Regions from separate parts of the Mus musculus genome. Here all the other regions are linked to region 1. Evidence: chromatin contacts called from public Hi-C data. All regions are on one chromosome and are shown on one strand. The core of a region is the stretch at or near the end of the contact, and the rest is flanking DNA. Distances in the headings are between cores, read along the strand shown.

What was found. A called contact is a pair of places that touch in the nucleus more often than the background predicts.
Region 2: a contact with region 1 is called in a Hi-C map of cerebellar granule neurons, with 2.6 times the contacts expected there. The contact joins two enhancer-like sites. A contact is called at or near these places in 4 of 484 Hi-C or Micro-C datasets (cerebellar granule neurons, muscle stem cells, nephron progenitors and 1 more), 1 of 115 datasets of contacts at active chromatin or transcription factors (embryonic forebrain) and 2 of 9 other capture datasets (embryonic stem cells and embryonic tail).
Region 3: a Hi-C map of cortical neurons shows a contact between it and region 1, with 7 times the contacts expected there. The contact joins two enhancer-like sites. A contact is called at or near these places in 1 of 15 datasets of contacts at CTCF or cohesin (stem cell-derived epiblast-like cells), 13 of 484 Hi-C or Micro-C datasets (the C2C12 cell line, Sertoli cells, cardiomyocytes and 9 more), 2 of 115 datasets of contacts at active chromatin or transcription factors (embryonic basal ganglia and forebrain) and 1 of 9 other capture datasets (embryonic stem cells).

The regions. Positions count from the first base shown.
Region 1 is chr15:40,165,959-40,168,658 of GRCm38.p6, forward strand. Gm33301 (predicted gene, 33301) reads left to right here. Exons shown (of 3, transcript NR_155350.1): 3 at 1,355-2,118. Among named protein-coding and RNA genes, the nearest start is that of Gm33301, 4.7 kb to the left of the region's middle. Within about 2 kb of position 1,308, at least 46 of the 459 cell types and tissues checked have an H3K27ac peak or open chromatin away from gene starts, as enhancers often do. A contact at or near this core is called in cerebellar granule neurons, cortical neurons and muscle stem cells, where this site is marked.
Region 2 is chr15:40,926,227-40,928,926 of GRCm38.p6, forward strand. The region is part of intron 4 of Zfpm2 (zinc finger protein, multitype 2); the gene reads left to right. Among named protein-coding and RNA genes, the nearest start is that of Gm33353, 190 kb to the left of the region's middle. Within about 2 kb of position 1,260, at least 8 of the 459 cell types and tissues checked have an H3K27ac peak or open chromatin away from gene starts, as enhancers often do. A contact at or near this core is called in cerebellar granule neurons, where this site is marked.
Region 3 is chr15:41,161,306-41,164,005 of GRCm38.p6, forward strand. No RefSeq gene overlaps it. Among named protein-coding and RNA genes, the nearest start is that of Gm46502, 11 kb to the right of the region's middle. Within about 2 kb of position 1,451, at least 55 of the 459 cell types and tissues checked have an H3K27ac peak or open chromatin away from gene starts, as enhancers often do. A contact at or near this core is called in cortical neurons and muscle stem cells, where this site is marked.

The DNA of each region.
Region 1 (2,700 bases), core at 58-2,557:
AATTCCTCGTGCTCGTTTCAAGCTTGGGCTGGGAGGTGCCTTCAAGGCTTTCAGTCCAATTATAGAAATGCAGAGTCCCAGGTTCTTAATGTGTAGGTTTTATAGATATTCACTTTCCCAAGTTTCTGAGGGTTCGTAGAAATTTTTTGTGGTAGTTACAACCTCTGTTCTTCCAGGACTAGGGAAAAGCAAGTTACGGAGAGTCGTCATTTATGAACTTCACATGAACTATGCACGTAGGGCACGTAAGAATACATATGCAATTATCACCTTGACTAAGGCATAGAACATTCTGGAATCCCAGGATAATTTTTCTGTGTCTTTTCATCAGCACTTCTGCTCCACCTTACCCCAGAGCATAGCTGTTTGGCTTCTGTTTCCAAGCTTCATTTAGATGGAGTTGTTTGCACTTGGGATCTATCTGGAGAAGCTGGGATAAGATGTGGAAAAACAAGAACCTTCCAGAAAACAAAACAAAACAAAAACAAAAACAAAACAAAACAAAACAAAACAAAACAGGAAAGCCCCGGTTCCCCATAATTATCCTGTGACTTTCACATGTTTGTGGTGGCACGGGTGTGTAACCACACAGAACTCATGTCAAGTTCCCATCCTTTTTGATCAACACCGAGAGTTAAGCAATCAATGGTGGATCGGGGAAACAGCCTGTAGAAAACAGAGGAACTGAGTTTATTGGTGAGTCAAGGTAATTGCTTGGGGGTGGGGGCCGTAAATGACTCCTGGAGATATTTTAGTTTTTGAATTTTTGATGCCTGATTTTGGGCATGTCTCTTACAATGCAGTTGGAAAGGGTAAGACGGCAGAAAGAATCTCGTTTCTGAACAATGAGCTAATCACATGTCTTAGATGTTTAATTCACAAATGCTCCAGAAACACAAATAGCCTGCTATTCAAGATATGGCCACTAGATGGGGATCTTGAGTCAATCATAACTGGCCCACTCCCCCACTCCCTGATTTTTTTTTTTTTTTTTTTTTTTAAACCAGGGTTTGAATACATATGATGCGAGTTTACAATTTTGGCATTTCATGTTGTTGCTGAACTTTTTGGGGACAGTAATTTGGAGTGAAATGCATTTAGTTTTAAATGTATGAGCTTAATTAATTTTTCATCTGGGGTCTCGGTAGGGTGGAAGGGCCCCAATGTGCTGTGGCATGCTATTAATCCTGTGCTAAATTCTGGCAGAAGTTACTACTGCTTATTCACATTTCCCCACAGGGTGTGGTTAGTCGCAGTGGCTGTCACTGTACCTTATAACTGATTAAAAGTGGAAATCCTTACTAGACATTGCTCTCGCAGCAACCAGCAACTACACTTGGTTTTGTTTCCACAGGATAAGCGGGTTCCACGTCTCAACTTATGAAAAACACTAGCAGCAAGGGCTCACGTCTTTTGCTTTCTTTCATGTTAAATGAAATTCCAAAGTGATTTTTAGATGCAGCCACAACGCGACCTTATAGAAAGATCTTGAAATCCGACGTAAAGACCTTTTCTATTGGTGAAGGCAGCCATGCGACCGAGGAATAAAATTACGTTCGGCTGGAAACAGGGACTGAAGCGGTTTGTCCTCCCTAAGACGTTTCTAGCAAACGCAGGAGTTGGACGGCCTTGTCTGTAATGTGCTGACCGTCCACCTAGGGACAATGTGACCATTTGGTTTTTGGCTGCTATCTGAAATGAGTTTGAGTGTCTCAGCTCATTTCATGAGAAACACAAATAAAGGCCACATAATAAAACATGCAATTTGGGATTATTGCCAGTCTCTATTCAGAAGGTGCCCAGACCTCAATTTCTGAAAACGAAATTCTGTTCCACATAGATAGAAGCTCCTGGACTTCCAGACCGGCTCCAGTGGAGTCACGGGAAGGAAGAAGAGGAAATTGTAAACCACGAGGCATCATGCCAGAGGAAATGCCTCCGGTGACCCAGACTGAATGCCCTATGGTCTCAAAGACCCCACATTCAAACTGCACGATGTCTGGGTGTGCTTGACTCCAAGTCTCAGGCAGGGGCTATCCTCTGTCTCTGCTTTTCCATACCATGCTCTCTGCTGTATATCTTCCTTAAGCTGCGTAATAAAGAATGATAAGGGCTTCACTTCTTTCTGCCGTCACCTGACTCTGCCACAGTTCCAAGAACGGGGGCACCGGGGAGGTCTGCAGCAGTGTGGGCCCTGAGAGCTGTCTGTGGTCGTTCCACACTTCACTGCTCACTCTGGTGAGAGAAACAGACCCCAGGGGCTGGCTGCACTAGGGCAGGGAGAGGATCCCGGCGTGGACAGACTGTAGTGAAAGACCGTTTTCATAAGTATGGGACATCATCCAAGAAATGTCTCAGATTTCAGACTTTGATCCCTTTCAGCAAGTGAAGATTATTTTCAGTTGTTTATTTCTTTTTTGCATGTCTTTTTCTTAAGCAACAGTAAAGCATGTTCATTAGAAAAGTTGTAGTAAACAGACATGTCCTGTGTCCGGGGAAGTAACTGTTTGGAAGCCTATCACATAGATATAAACTCAGCCAGTGCCTTTCTGTATAGTGCACGCTTTGATCCGAGCTTGTGGGCATGCAAGTACAGTATTCCAAGAATAGTGGTCATTTTACAGTACAACTTCAAGGCTTTCGAAGACACGGGGCTGTCTTCTTGCTCTGTATTTTACCAAGTATTTATTTATAGCTTCA
Region 2 (2,700 bases), core at 10-2,509, 760 kb after region 1:
TAATTGTGTAATCCAGGTTTGGAAGTGGCCATAGATCCCTCCTCTAACTTTTGTTTCTACTTAGACTTTTTATATATAGGAAATCGAATATTGAAGCCAACAGGATGCAAATGCACAGATGGGTCTGAAGATTTCTAGCAGGTTACATGGTTGGTGATGGTGCCTGGATTAGAGCTATGTGATGCTCTATTTTATAAGAACACTGGTTAAAGAAAATGTGGATGAGACTGGCTCAGGGCATGAAAATACATTTGAACCAGTTAAAGGGCAAGGAAAAACCTTCTATCCGAACTGTAAAGGATAGTATGTGCTGGGCCTGTGGGCTTACTGGACCCTGGCTTTTGTAAGTTGGCTTCATCCTAACTCCTCTCACTTTAATATACTTGACTCAGTAGTTGTAGGCTGGAAACCCTGGGGGAATGGTTTATGTAGCAGGGTAGAAATGGTACCAATTGAACCTGGAAGACAGAGGTGAAACAAGTCCAAAGATGTAGTGATCTCGGTGCACATTCTATGGAAATCTACTGGGAGACAGAATACATTATTTTGGGTAACTTCAAGTCCTGTTGCAGGAAAATGACTGATTTGCTTGGTACATTCAAACTATAGGAAGGAAGATTTTGCTCAGTATAAATATAGGATATAAAATAAACAGTTTATTTTCTACATTTAAGATTTTATCAACTCTACTCCTGAGTACTTGTTTCACAAATATCATACATTTATAAAAGTCACTTCAGTAAATGACTTATGTATTTTTTACACACACACACACATATACATATGAGAGAGAGAGGATGGAAGGAGGGAGAAGTTTATGCATAAATATGTGTGAGCATCCTATACATTTGTCAGTCTATGACAGAGGGTACTTTCTTCTGCTAATTTTTTCAATACAGTTTACATTGGAATACATCTGTACTAAGCATGATATGTATATTTCTTTGTTATATTTTGATAAAAAATATTTGATTATGTAATTACAAACATTTTGATGAAAACATTTTTAAACCACAAAATTTAGAAGTATCCATATCATTTCCCCAAGGATCTGACCAGATAGTTCTGACTCAGTTTACCATCGGTCTGACTGTCTTACTGATTGAGAAATTCATTCTGAAAAGTTTCCTGAGAAATTATTCTCAAAAGAGTTATCATGAGTGGCAAAGGGAGCTTTCCCAGTAGAGGCAGAGAACTGCTGTCATCCATTTCATGATTTTTGCATAGTAGAGCACTAAGCGCCATCTCTCCATATGGTGGCTCATTGCTGCCAAATTTTTTACAGTGTTAGGCAATAGCAAAGGGATTCCATACCAAAAGGTGCCACTCCTCTGGTTGCCTCACATAAAATAAGACCTGGCATCAGGCACCACATTGTAGTGTGTGTGAAGGTAGAATTAAACCAATTTCTGTGTATATTACATGGGAGAACTCAACTGTTTGGTCACTGAGTTAGTAGTATCCAGGGCAATGTCAATCTACCAATGTAAATCAACAATTTAGCCTGAAAACAGACTAACAGCTTCTACAGAGGCTATTGATTGACAGTGACAAATACACACACCCCCAAAAAATAGCAATGCACATCAACTGTGTTGAGGGGGGCATGGGGAGAGCATCTTTGGAAATTGTAATTCTCCCAAAACATAACAGAACAAAACAACAACAACAACAACAACAACAACAAAGGGAGTGTCAATGATGCTTTTCTTTTTTACCAGATTAGAAAATGTCTTTTTCTAATAGATGAGCTCCAAGCATGAATGACTGTCCACACCAAAGTTTTCACTTAGAGTGTTCTGCAGTAACATGTATTTCTGTATAAGCTCACACTCTTAAAAACATGGGCCTTGAGACCTTTTGCAAAACCCAGCTGTGTACCTTGTGAACTGTGTAAAAATCTGTAAAAACAGATTTCTCATAAGATAAGAAATAACAAGTAAATAAAAGTAGATGCGAATATGGTTCTATGTTGGCTTCTTTGCCAGGCTTATGAAAGCCTCCTTCCACTCAGTCCATTGTCCTGTCCCCGGGGACCATTTTTCTCTATTTTCAGAGCACAGTTCACTGTGCTAGATACACTGCATGTCTACTTGTCTGGAATTCTAACCTTTGAATACTGGCAAATGACATAACCCAATCCTGAGATTTTACTCTGCTTTATAGTCTCTTATCCAAGGTCTTAACTAGCACCCGTGGATTCCAGACTTACTTCCTGGTCACAGTCTCTCCTCTGAGCAACTTCACAGCATATTAAGAGTTCCAAAGTCATGCTGTCTCACATTGTTCTTCTGAGTCTCCCTCATCCTGATGAATATCACCACTGTTCACACAGTTAATCAGATGCTGCAGATACAGGTTTGCCCTGATTCATTTCCTTGTTCAGCAATGTTACATTCAATGGGACAACAAACTTTACCTTCATCTCTCATCACCTCCCACTAACGACTGCACCATTTCTCACCAACAGCCTCTTAGCTGATTTCCCTTGGTTCATTCACCTCTCATTGAGGTCCCTGATCACATGGCAGCCAGAATGGCATGCTCACATCTAACTCAAAGCCTGTTGTGCCCCGGACTATCCAGAAGTTTGATCTCATATAGAGTAAATCTCAAAGCTCTTTGCATAGTTGAAAAGATCCTCCAAAATTTGGGTATTTTAGGCCCAACTCTATTCTCTGGCTTGCCTCTTCAGCTGTG
Region 3 (2,700 bases), core at 201-2,700, 1.0 Mb after region 1:
ACCCAAGATATAAGATACAATTTGTTAAACGCATGAAACTCAAGAAGAATAAAGTCCAAAGTGTGGACACTGTGCCCCTTCTTAGAATTGGGAACAAAACACCCATGGAAAGAGTTACAGAGATAAAGTTTGGAGCTGTGACGAAATGATGGACCATCTAAAGACTGCCATATCCAGGGATCCATCCCATAATCAGCTTCCAAACGCTGACACCATTGCATACACTGGCAAGATTTTGCTGAAAGGACCCAGATATCGCTGTCTCTTGTGAGACAATGCAGGGGCCTAGCAAACACGGAAGTGGATGCTCACAGTCAGCTAATGGATGGATCACAGGGCCCCCAATGGAGGAGCTAGAGAAAGTACCCAAGGAGCTTGGGGGATCTGCAACCCTATAGGTGGAACAACATTATGAACTAACCAGTACCCCAGAGCTCTTGACTCTAGCTGCATATGTATCAAAAGATGGCCTAGTTGGCCATCACTGGAAAGAGAGGCCCATTGGACTTGCAAACTTATATGCCCCAGTACAGGGAAATGCCAGGGCCAAAAAGTGGGAGTGGGTGGGTAGGGGAGGGGGGGGGGTCGGAGGGTATTGGGGACTTTTTGGATAGCATTGGAAATGTAAATGAGGAAAATACCTAATAAAAAATTAATTCTAAAAAAAAAAAGAATTCATTGTTCAAAAGTGCAAATCTAGATGGCAAATGAAACACAACTCAAGATCACAGAAGGCATAGAACCCCAGACTAAAGGTCAAAATGATGCCCTAAATTCCTTTAATGAACACCACTTTTGCTGTCTCCATTGCTTGCTTTCTCTGAAACCCAACAAGTGACGCGTTTTATTTCTTCCTCTTCCACAACTGGATCCTACTTTATAAAGTCAAGTACCAAGCGGGCTGTTGTAAACAGAAGTATTTAGGAAGCCTTCAGACAGGGAACAAAAACAAAAAAAAACAAAAACGCTGCCCTAAGATGCCTGTATCTTAAAGCAGAGGCTAAATCGCTCCTTTGTTTCTGCCTTGTTTTCCTTTAGTCCTCCATAAAACTCCTAATCCAAGATGAGAGATGTAAACAGGAAGTCGGAACTCCTCCTGGAAAACCCGCTCTCTCTGCTGCGAGGAATCTGAAAAGCACCATTCATCCTAGCAGCAGTGTCCCAGCCAACATTGTAGGAAGCGCTTGGCTTCTGCATTTGGAACATGCATCGAAAGCTTGTTTTCCATTCAGTGCCACAACGACAGGGGCCAGAGCATCTCAGCACATAAAATGCATGTCCTGCACCTTGGAAAGAGCTACTGAACTCATCCCAGGATGAAATGGAAGTCAAAGGGAGGATTTTCAGCTTAACTTAGATGCAGTTTATTCTTTAAGATACTAAGAGTGAGAACAAAACCAATTACCGCAGTATTAGGTAAAAGGTGTTAACTCGTACTTTTACAAAAGATGTTCTGCAGGGTTTGTAGTGGTTAGTGAAAGTTATGTAAGTAGGGGTATGTGTGTGGTTGGGGGAGTGTATGGTTAAATAAATTCAGATGGGAAGTTCAAATAAGTTCATTTCCTTTGGTTGGCCCTGTAAGTAAATTAACTAAGCATTTGGAACTTTGGCTATGGTGGATAAACAAATGTGAAAACGGCTCGCATTCCTTTTTTTCTTTTCTTTCTTAAATTATAAAACTTTCTCTTTGACTGATCATATCCAGGCGCGGTGTGCTCTTCTAGCCACAAGAGGGCAGCAACACTGTATTCTGAACCAAATGCTTCTGTAGATGCGCAAGACTGGCTCCAAATAAGTGATTCTCAAACTGTGGGTCGCGACCCGCAATTTTTTCAAGGGGGCTCCTAAGACCATCAGAAAACACAAACATTTACATTCATGCTACTAGCAAAATTACAGCTATGAAGTAGCAATGAAAATAATTTTATGGCTGGGGAACATGTTACAAGATGAGATACTATATTAAGTGATACCAAAATTAAGTTGAGAATCACTACTCTAAATAATCATACTAACAGTATAATAAATATATGTCCTTCTCCAAATGGCTTTTTGAATTCTGATGGTATTTTATGGCTGAAGATTTTTGAACTAAATGCCTTCAAAATATGTCCGTACAAATGAGACTATAAGAAACATGTAATAATTTTAGTAAGTGAATTTCAATGCCTTAAAGGAGCAAATATTTTAAAGGTTCTTTAAAATTCATTTTTAAAGATCACAATGTTAAAATTACCACAGTGACCTTTCCAATAATTTTTAATGCTCTTAAAGTGAACATGGAAGAGTTAACATTTGTTATGGTTACAGACCTTTTTATTTTAAAAAAAAACCATATTTTAAAACAGTGAAGTCAGTAAATAAGAAAACTTGTGAGGAATAGTTCTAATAACAGACACTGTTTGGATAGCTACCTGTCTGGATATTGAAACTGTTTTTCTTTTCTGTTTAGGATAAAGTAGTTGCATTATTTAGCCACTAGGTGGTGCTGCTCTTTAAATAACTGCCGCAGATACTTTGTAGCCCTACAGGAAGTTCATGTAATTAATGGAGAACCGAGAATTTTTCACAAAAGAACGGAATTGCTTATTCGAACAACCTCAGCCCACAGCAGTTACTCATTTTTATCCTTGAACTTGCTCCTTCCATTTCTCGGGCAACAAAAACAACTGCCATTTTATTACCTTCGACTTTATGAAA